2 separate regions of the Rattus norvegicus genome follow, and region 2 is linked to region 1. The links are chromatin contacts, called in public Hi-C maps. All regions are on one chromosome and are shown on one strand. Each heading gives the region's core, a stretch centred on a gene start, on an enhancer-like site or on the middle of the called end of the contact. The rest is flanking DNA. Distances are from core to core; before and after follow the strand shown.

Region 1 (4,200 bases), core at 415-2,914:
AAGAGAGCAGGGGGAGCAAGCCAGTAAGCAGCACCCCTCCATGGGCTCTGCATGAGCTTCTGTCTCCAGGGTCCTGCCCTCTGTGAGTTCCTGTCTTGACTTCCTACAATGATCAATGGTGATGTGAACGTGTAAGCCAAATAAACCCTTTCCTCCCCAACTTGCTTTTCGGTCATTGTGTTTTGTCACAACAATGGAAACCCTAACTAAGAAAGGTTGTGTGTCCTTGCAAGGCTGGCGGGGCTTCCTGTGTTGATCGAGGAAAGAGAGGTAGAAAGGGGTGCAGAGGCTAAGGGATTATCTAGAGGGATCTGTTTTGGGTAAGGAAGGTCACAAGCAAAAGGGAATGGAATTAGGCAGGCCTAAGAGAAGGGATAGCAGTAAAGACACTCTGGTCCTGACTGGCCTTCATTTCCAAGACTGTTTATCTTACAGCATCATATATCAACTGTGTCTAGAAGTGTGCCCCGGTAGCCTTCTGAACCTGTGCATGCCTCGATAAAATGGAGAGGCTGGAATAATAGCCTGGGCTAGTGTGACTTCCAGGTCCGGTGTTCTTTCCAGGTACTAATCTTCTCTCCACGGTTCCTCTGTGAAGTTCCAGCCCCATTCAGAAAAGTCGTGAAATGTCACCAGCCATCTAGTAAGTACCTTGGGACGCGTGGAGTGGAAGCACCAAGAGCTGGAGTCAAAGCATCTCTCAAGGGCATTCACGGTTCCTCCCTGAATCTAGACATCTATGGAGAAAGCAGTGAGCTAGCCTGGTGTAGCCTCCCCTCCCCTCACACAGTGCCTTCCTCTTGGCACTTTCTCATGGGCTGGAGGCTCTGACAGGTCTGAGAACCTGGACTGCAGACTGTCTGGGGAGAGACTGCTGGCCTTCACCTTAGAGATTCTCACTGTGAAGGGGGGGACCCCCTCTGAGGAGCACAGTTGTTAGTCACAGGGCGGCAGATTGAGATTAGCCATGTGTAGAGATGCAGGTGTGGGGTGGTTTTGGGGCAGGCGGCTGTTCTGTGGGGCTGGAGGGTGCTTTTGGGATCCTGGGTCCAGGATCTTGTCAGGGTTTAGAAAGCAAGGGCCTTGACTTTAGGGTTTGATGCCATGGCAACTGGCTGGAAGCACAGGTACTGAAAGGGACTTAGCTCCTGGCCTCCAGCCCTCCTGTAGGGCAAGAGCAGGAGAAAGAGGCCTTTCAATCCCTCAAGACCTCTACCCAGTGTTTGTGCTTATTTCTGTGAAATCCAGGATAGACACCAGGTGAGCCGTACTTGTCATTTGGGGCAGTAATTTCTGCTTTTCTTTGCATTGCATTCTCAGGCACAAAAATGTGAGAGCATCAGATGATAAGTTATGGTTTTCTGCAGTAATTATAAAACCTTAAAAACAAAACCACACCGCCGCACCCTTGGAATGCGTGTGCTGAACACTCACGTCCAAAGGTCACGAAGACAAGGTTTCCTGGCCTCAGAGGCCCGTCAGCACAACTCTGCCAGGGCCAGCATCTCAGTCTCCATTCACTTCTTGTAATTGAGGAGTTACCTTAATGTTCCCTCTAGGTCTCCCTAGAGTCCCTGAAGTGCTGCAGGGAGCAGATTGGTCAGGTAACTTGTCCCATTTTTTTTCCATGGCGGCTACAGGGACATCTGGGCAGAAAGCATCATCAAAGTCCTTCACAAGGCTTGGGAGAAGGTGATGCTTATTCTTTGTAAACAGTGTGGATTAGAATAGGACATTTCGCCCAGAGGAAAAATAACAGCCCCTTGTAAGAGCAGCAGGTGGGATCTGATGGGAAACAACAACCAAAACAAAAACAAAAACAAAATGGGCGTTTTAGAACTGTAAGCACTTTCCCCAAGAGAGCAAAGCCTGAGGAAGATGTGGTCCTTGGTGCAGGTCTGCCCCCTACAGGCCAGATTCTCAATTCACTGGTTAAGTCTGCAGGGCTCGGAACCATAGGTTCCTGCCCCTGATGGCGCCCCGTGGCTGCTCTTTTTCACTGTGACACGTTGTCCCCAGGTAAAGTCCCTCCAGGGCCTCCCTCTTTTGACCGCTCCCTCATCTAGGAACATAACCTGGTGACTCAGCCGCACGCCCGCTGTGTAAGAATAATTTTAGACTATGAAAGAGGAAGTTTTAAGAGACATGCTTTCCTTTTCCTGTCTGGGAGTAGTGTGTATTTCTAGCTCCCACTTTCACATGTAGCAAGGCAGTTTCCATTCTGGCCCCATTAGAGTCAGAGATGATCTGTCCAGATTTGACCTCCTAGGTTTAACACAGTGCGATGCTTCAAGTCTGCCTGCGGATTCTAATGTCTGGTTATGACGGAGTCAAAGACACCGGACCTAAAAGACCAGTTATGATCCATCTTTTGGAAATGACCTGTGCTACTCAGCCCTGCCCGTCTGATCACTAGTGCCCCGGGGCTCTCTTGCTGCACACCTGGTACAGAATGATAAGCATTTAAACACGTTCATTTGTGCTTTAAGTGCTCCCTTCAAATGGGCCATGTTGGGCCTCCTGCTATCAGATGACGCTTGGTGGGCCCAAAATCTTGGTGTGGTGGTTTGAATATGCTTGGCCCGGGGAGTGGCACTATTAGGAGGCGTGGCTTTCTTGGAGTAGGTGTGGCCTTGCTAGAGGAAGTGCATCACTGTAGGGGTGGACAATGAGACCCTCCTCCTAACTGGGAGTGAGTTTTCTCCCAGTGGCCTTCAGATGAAGATGTAGAACTCTCAGCTCCTCCTGCACCTTGACTACCTGGATGCTGCCATGTTCCCTGCTTCATGATAATGGACTGAACTTCTAAACCTGTAAGTCAGCCTGGTTAGATGTCATGAGAGATGCCTTGGTCATGGTGTCTGTTCACAGCAGTAAAACTGTAAAAAACAAAGGTTCTCTTGATAAAAGTAGCAGGATGTCATCTTAAATGTGTGCATTTTTACACTGATCAGAAAGCAAACATGGTGTGCTGGGTAGCCTTATGTCGGCTTGATACAAGCTGGAGTTACCTTAAAGGAGGGAGCCTCAGTTTGGAAAAGGTCTCTGTAAAATCTGGCTATAGGGCATTTTCTTAATTAGTAATTAATTGGGTACCATTTTGTGGGGTGCCATCCCTGGGCTGGTCGTCCGGGGTTCTATAAGAAAGCAGGCTGAATAAGTCATGATGAGCAAGTCAGTAAATAGTACTTCCACAGCCTCTGCATCAGCTTCTGACTCTCTGGTTCCTTCCCTTGCTGCTTTTGATGATGAACTGTTCTATGGAAATGAGTGAAATTAACCCTTTCCTCCCCAGGTGGTGTTGGTCATGGTGCTTCACCGTGGTTAGGAATGGTAACCCTAACTAAACCCTCGTTTATACACTAGAACAAAGCGGAGAAGTTTTAAAAAGGACTGATGCTGGACTTGGGGCCTGGGTATTGGCCCTTCTGAATGTTTTCCTGTCGACCCAGTCTAGAGCCATCCTACTATAGAAATGCTGGGATGCAACACATTTGTGTTATGGTGTCTGATTATGTCCATTCCAGAGAACGGAACCCAGGTCCCAAGACTTTGTGCAACAAGCACCTTTATCCCCTGAACCATCTTCCCAGCCTCCCTTTTGATTTTTAGGACAAGGTCTCACTCTGTCTCAGATTTCCTGTTTCTGCCTCCTGAGTGTGGAAATGACCGTACCAGGCTTCAGGTGTGCTTGAGTGTTTAAAACTTTTAGAGGAACAGCATTCATATCATTGAGGCTAGAAGAAAACTTGTAGTGTTAAGTCAAATTCTTGTTTTAAAAATGAACTCAGAACACAGTGGCTTCCGGTGTCCCAGGGAGCCAGGGGTAATAATGTCTGAGACGGATATTTTGCAGCACTAAGGAATGATAAAGGGTTGATATGTAATCCCCCACGATGAAAAGCAGAGGGATGAAGAGTCTGTATCACTATGCTGTTGTGGGCATGAGCAGCAAGGCAGTCAGGACTGTGCAATGATTCTCAACACTGTTCGTCTCAGGATCCTCACACTCTTAAGAACGTGATTCCCACGAGCCTCTCTATGGCTACAGAAACATGGCACTAGAAATCAGGAGAACAGTGACAATATATGAGCTTAAAAATCAGTCCCGTACACACAAATTCTTATAATTATTTTTATGGCAATAAATGTATTTTCTAAAATACATGTTTAAAAGGATGATATTTATTTTGCATTTTT
Region 2 (4,344 bases), core at 356-2,855, 83 kb before region 1:
GGGAGTGCTTTATAGCTCTAGTGTCTCGTGGTCACGTGATCAGCGTCAGGCAGGAACCAGATCTTAAATTTAAATTTTAATCAATACACCTGCGTAGCGGCTTTTGCCAGTATGAGTCTAAATAAATGGCTTCCAAACTGGGGCGCACACACCCCAGGAAGAGACAGGAATGCACAGACTGCAGGAAGAAAATGTAATACTCCATATATTTACATCATTATTTGGTATGTCTTATTTAATATTTAATAACGAGGTAAAGTGTAGTAGACATATAGGTGTACACATAGAATATGCATGTTTCAATACTTTCCATCATTCTTACATAGCACTTAGCTTGTGCTTGGCATGTTACAAATATTGATTATCTAATGACTCCTTGAGGCACTCTTATTATCCCAGTTTTACACACGAAAGAACTAAGGGTAACTACCCCAAGGAAACGGGTATCGTAGTTGGTGGCAAAGCCGAGACTTTGAGTTGTAGGCGGTCTGGTTGCATCTTTGTACTTAAAGCTAAATAAGTGTCTTGGTAGGGAGGGCAATGTTTGTTACACAGACACCGAAATAGGGAAGGATGGGAAGAACTTAAAGAATTCCAGGCACAAGAGCAAGAGGAAAACCAACAGGATCACCTCCCCCCTTCATTTGTGGATAGAATAGGTCGGTGGACCCACTAATTCAACAACTGGCTCTCAACCTTAATGCTTTAATACAGCTCTTCGTATTGTGGTGATCCCCACCATAAAATTATTTGTGTTACTACTTCATAACTATAATTTTGCTGTTATGAATCACAATGTAAATATCTGTTCTCCGACGGCCTTAGGCGAACCCCTGTGATCCACAGGTTTAGAACTGCTCAACAAGAGGTTAAAAAAAAAATCCCTGAAATAATAAAGTTTACTCTAACTCAATTTCTACCCCTCCCCTGTTTAAATGGTGTGCTTTGGCCACCCCACTCGCCTAGATACCTGTGCTAGCTCTCCGCAGCGCCTAGTAAACGCTCATCTAACCCAGCGGTTATCTTAGCACGGAGTCCTAGGTACGCGAAGCAGTTGGCCGAGGCCCAGGCGCCAGGGAAGTTTTGAGAAGAGCAGAGCTCTTAGGCATGAGGTTATAGAGAAGCCTGCGGGACAAGAGTGCGGTGGGCGCAGACCCCTGGCTCGGGAGAAGCGACAGCAGGTGCTCCGCGCAAGGCCGAGCCGGGCGGGGCTGGCAGACGCGTTTGGGTGGCGAGATGCAAAGCCTTTCCTGTTCCTTAGGGAGGCGTGGAGGCAGCTTCCGCCCATTCTTCCAGAGAACTTCGCGGACTGCTTAAGAGCCCTTTCCGAAGGCTAGCCCGAGTCAGGAAAGTCAGGTCTGGCGACCCAGGATTGCCTCAGCCGGTTTCTGTGCGCGTCACCTCTGTGCAGAAGAGCGCGTTCCCCAACCCGGCCCCGGGGAGGCCCCCCAGTGGGTGTGGCCTCCGCTGAAGACCCCGCCCCTCGTGCGGTCGCGTGGGGATGGAGGGGCAGGGCAAGGCGATGGGCGGGGCGAGGGAACCGGGAAGAAAGGGCAGGGCCGGTGTGCTCGTGCCCGTGTTTGGCGCTTGGGCGGGGGCGCGCCAGTGCGCGCGCAGGAGGGAAGCCAGCCCGGACGGCCGTTGTCGGGTTCGACTGGAGGGGCGGTGAAGTCACCTGCGAGCGGTGCACCCGCCGCGTCCGAATCGCGCCGGCCTCGCGGGGCCCCACGCACCCTGCGAGGCTGGGGCCGAGGAGCAGGCAGAGTCCGCGCCCCGAGTCGGCGACGAGGAGGAGGAGGAGTCGCACCCTTGGCGCCGCCGCCCGCACCCGGGCGGGTAGGTACCATGGAGGTCGGGACGCACCGGGCGGCGGCGGGCTGGGGAGGGAGAAGCGAAACTTTGCGGGCGCCTGTCCCCGCGGGCCCGGGCCAGCCGTGGCGCGGGGAGGTGTTGGCCCGGGCGGCGGCGGCCGACGCCATGTTGGGGTCTGTGGGAAACGGGGCGCTCGGGCGGCTCCCCTCCGGGCAGGCGCTCGGGCTGGAACCGCCTCCGTCCCGCCGCGGCGGTCCGCGGGACGCCGCCCCGAGGGCCGGGACCGGGAACGGCGACTGGGGACTTGGACCTCGCGTCGTCCCTCGAAGTTGTGGGGCGCCAGGACTCAGGTCCCCAGATCGTGCGGTCTGAAAACTTGGCAGGGTCTGGGCGTCAGGGGCACGCTGTGTCCCAGCGGTGTTTTTTATACGACTTTATACGAAAATGGCACCACACAAGTTGGCTCTGATAGGGAGCAGTGGCTTACACGCTATTTGGAGTTTTTTTTTTTTAAGTTTTATGATCTTTTGACGAGTTTTTTTTTTTTTTTTAATGTTATTAAAGGCCGAGAGCTGGTTCCCTAAGTACTGGAGTAGCCTTGTATACTCCTAGAGTATTAAAGCAGCACGTTGTGTGAGTGTGCAGTGGAAATGAATAGAATTCAGGTTACATACACCTAAGCCGTAATTCAGACTCCCAAGTGCATTAAATTGGTAAATGCCTTCTTTGTTATGCTTTAGTACGTTGCCTAAGAGACTCGTTAAAGAAACATTAGAGTTGAAGGTTCAGTTGAAACGTTAAGGCACGTGTTGTCTTAAGACTAAAGTGAAATAGCCTAGTGTTGGCTCGTGCCCATATTGCGGAAACATCGCTGCGAGTTCTAGACCAGCCTTGGCTACTGCGTGAGCCTGATAGAAACAAGCCCTCCAAACCAGCCAACCACAACAAACAGAATAGGGTGCAGTGATCGATCTTGACATTTCAATTTTTTTCTTCTTTTTCCTTTTGGTTCCTTAAAAGTGCATGAGTTTTGAGCCCTTATCTGTTTACCCTGGTAGCTTAAGGGACGGGAGGGCTCAGGTTAATTTAGAATTAACAAAGGCTATTTTTAATCACCGTGGGTCGTGATAGCATTGGGAGGTGAATGGTATTAAGATGCTTATTTGGAAAGCTCCTTATAATCACGTCCCTCCGCCCCCCAAACGAAACTGGTGTACAGCATGAAGTAGCCTAGTAAATAAATACCCTTAAAAAAATAAAGACGGCTTTAAAATTTTGTTAAATGGGCGGAAAAGGCTCTTAACAATGCAAAAGCAGTAAACAGGCCATAGAGGCTTCCCTTATTTTACGCTTTAATTTTTTAAAATCACTCATCTGCATGGAGAAAGGGGAGGCGCTCGGCCCCAGACCTCACATGGAGAGGTCAGAAGACAAATTCCCTGAGTTTCTTCTCTCCACCATGTGAGTGTGGGGATGGTTGTCAGACCTGGGGGCCAGCTGCTATCATTATTTTCTGAGCCGCCTTTCTGACCCCTCTACTTTTAATTATATCTCTTTATTGTGTGTGTGCAAACGTGGACATTTGTGTGGTCACATGGTTCAACTGCGGAGGTCAAAGAGCTAAGGTGGGAGTTGCTTCTCTCTTTCCACCTTCTGCCCCTGAGGATAGAACTGAGGCTGTCAGGCCTGGCCTCGCCTCAGTGCCGTAACCCTCGGAGCCGTCTCCCTGCCCCTCTTCTTAGTCTTTAGTAGGTAAAAGTGCTTTCGTAGGTGTGTTGGTCAGCTTTCTTAGGCTTTTCTTTTCTTTTCTTTTCTTTTCTTCTCTTTTCTTTTCTTTTTTTCAGAGCTGGGGACCGAACCCAGGGTCTTGTGCTTGTTAGGCAAGCACTCTACCACTGAGCTAAATCCCCAACCCCAGCTTTCTTAGTTTTTTAAAAAAATTTTTTTCCTTTGAATTTTGCTCCCTATCAGGTCAGTTCCATTTCCTATATATTTATTTTTTGGACCAAAAAATTATTTATCAGAAAGAAGTTACTTGCCTGATACTGCAGATCTTAGCAGTCAAGCTGATGACTCTGTAGGCCTCTGTCTCTAGAGCAGAACATAGCACATCCCTATGTGGGCATTCTCTGCCTACCTTGTTCCTTCTTTTTTTTTTTTTTTTCGGAGCTGGGGACCGAACCCAGGGCCTTGTGCTTGCTAGGCAAGCGCTCTACCACTGAGCTAAATCCCCAACCCTTGTTCCTTCTTTTTATCACTTATCCTTCTCATTCAGGTTTCACTGTAACCTGCTGCTAACAGGCCCTAGTGCAAGGGTACGATGCTGAATTTCTTCTTCTTCAACCCTTTCGGAGGAACGCGGGGGTGTGAGTGGAGCGTGCCTGTCAGCACACTGAGGCCGAATTGCTGAGAGTGTGATTGAGATTCATAGTGAGACCATGTCTCAAAACCAACCAAAACCAGAGCAACCCTTAGACCTGTCTTCTTTGAAGCTTTCCGCCCACTGTGCAGTCATGCTTCCTCTTTCTCAGC

What was found. Hi-C and Micro-C count contacts between places; a contact is called where the count stands out from the background.
Region 2: a Hi-C map of kidney shows a contact between it and region 1, with 3 times the contacts expected there. The contact joins the promoter of Plekhf2 here to the enhancer-like site in region 1. A contact is called at or near these places in 7 of 12 Hi-C or Micro-C datasets (Schwann cells, hepatocytes, kidney and 3 more) and 1 of 1 datasets of contacts at active chromatin or transcription factors (oligodendrocytes).

Annotation. Positions count from the first base shown.
Region 1 is chr5:28,818,680-28,822,879 of GRCr8, reverse strand. The region is part of intron 2 of LOC120102827 (a long non-coding RNA gene); the gene reads left to right. It overlaps LOC120102826 (a long non-coding RNA gene), which reads left to right. Exons shown (of 2, transcript XR_005504635.2): 1 at 1-2,813. Among named protein-coding and RNA genes, the nearest start is that of Cfap418, 27 kb to the right of the region's middle. Within about 2 kb of position 1,664, at least 11 of the 93 cell types and tissues checked have an H3K27ac peak or open chromatin away from gene starts, as enhancers often do. A contact at or near this core is called in kidney and liver, where this site is marked.
Region 2 is chr5:28,900,984-28,905,327 of GRCr8, reverse strand. Plekhf2 (pleckstrin homology and FYVE domain containing 2) reads left to right here and starts at 1,605. Exons shown (of 2, transcript NM_001108655.1): 1 at 1,605-1,836.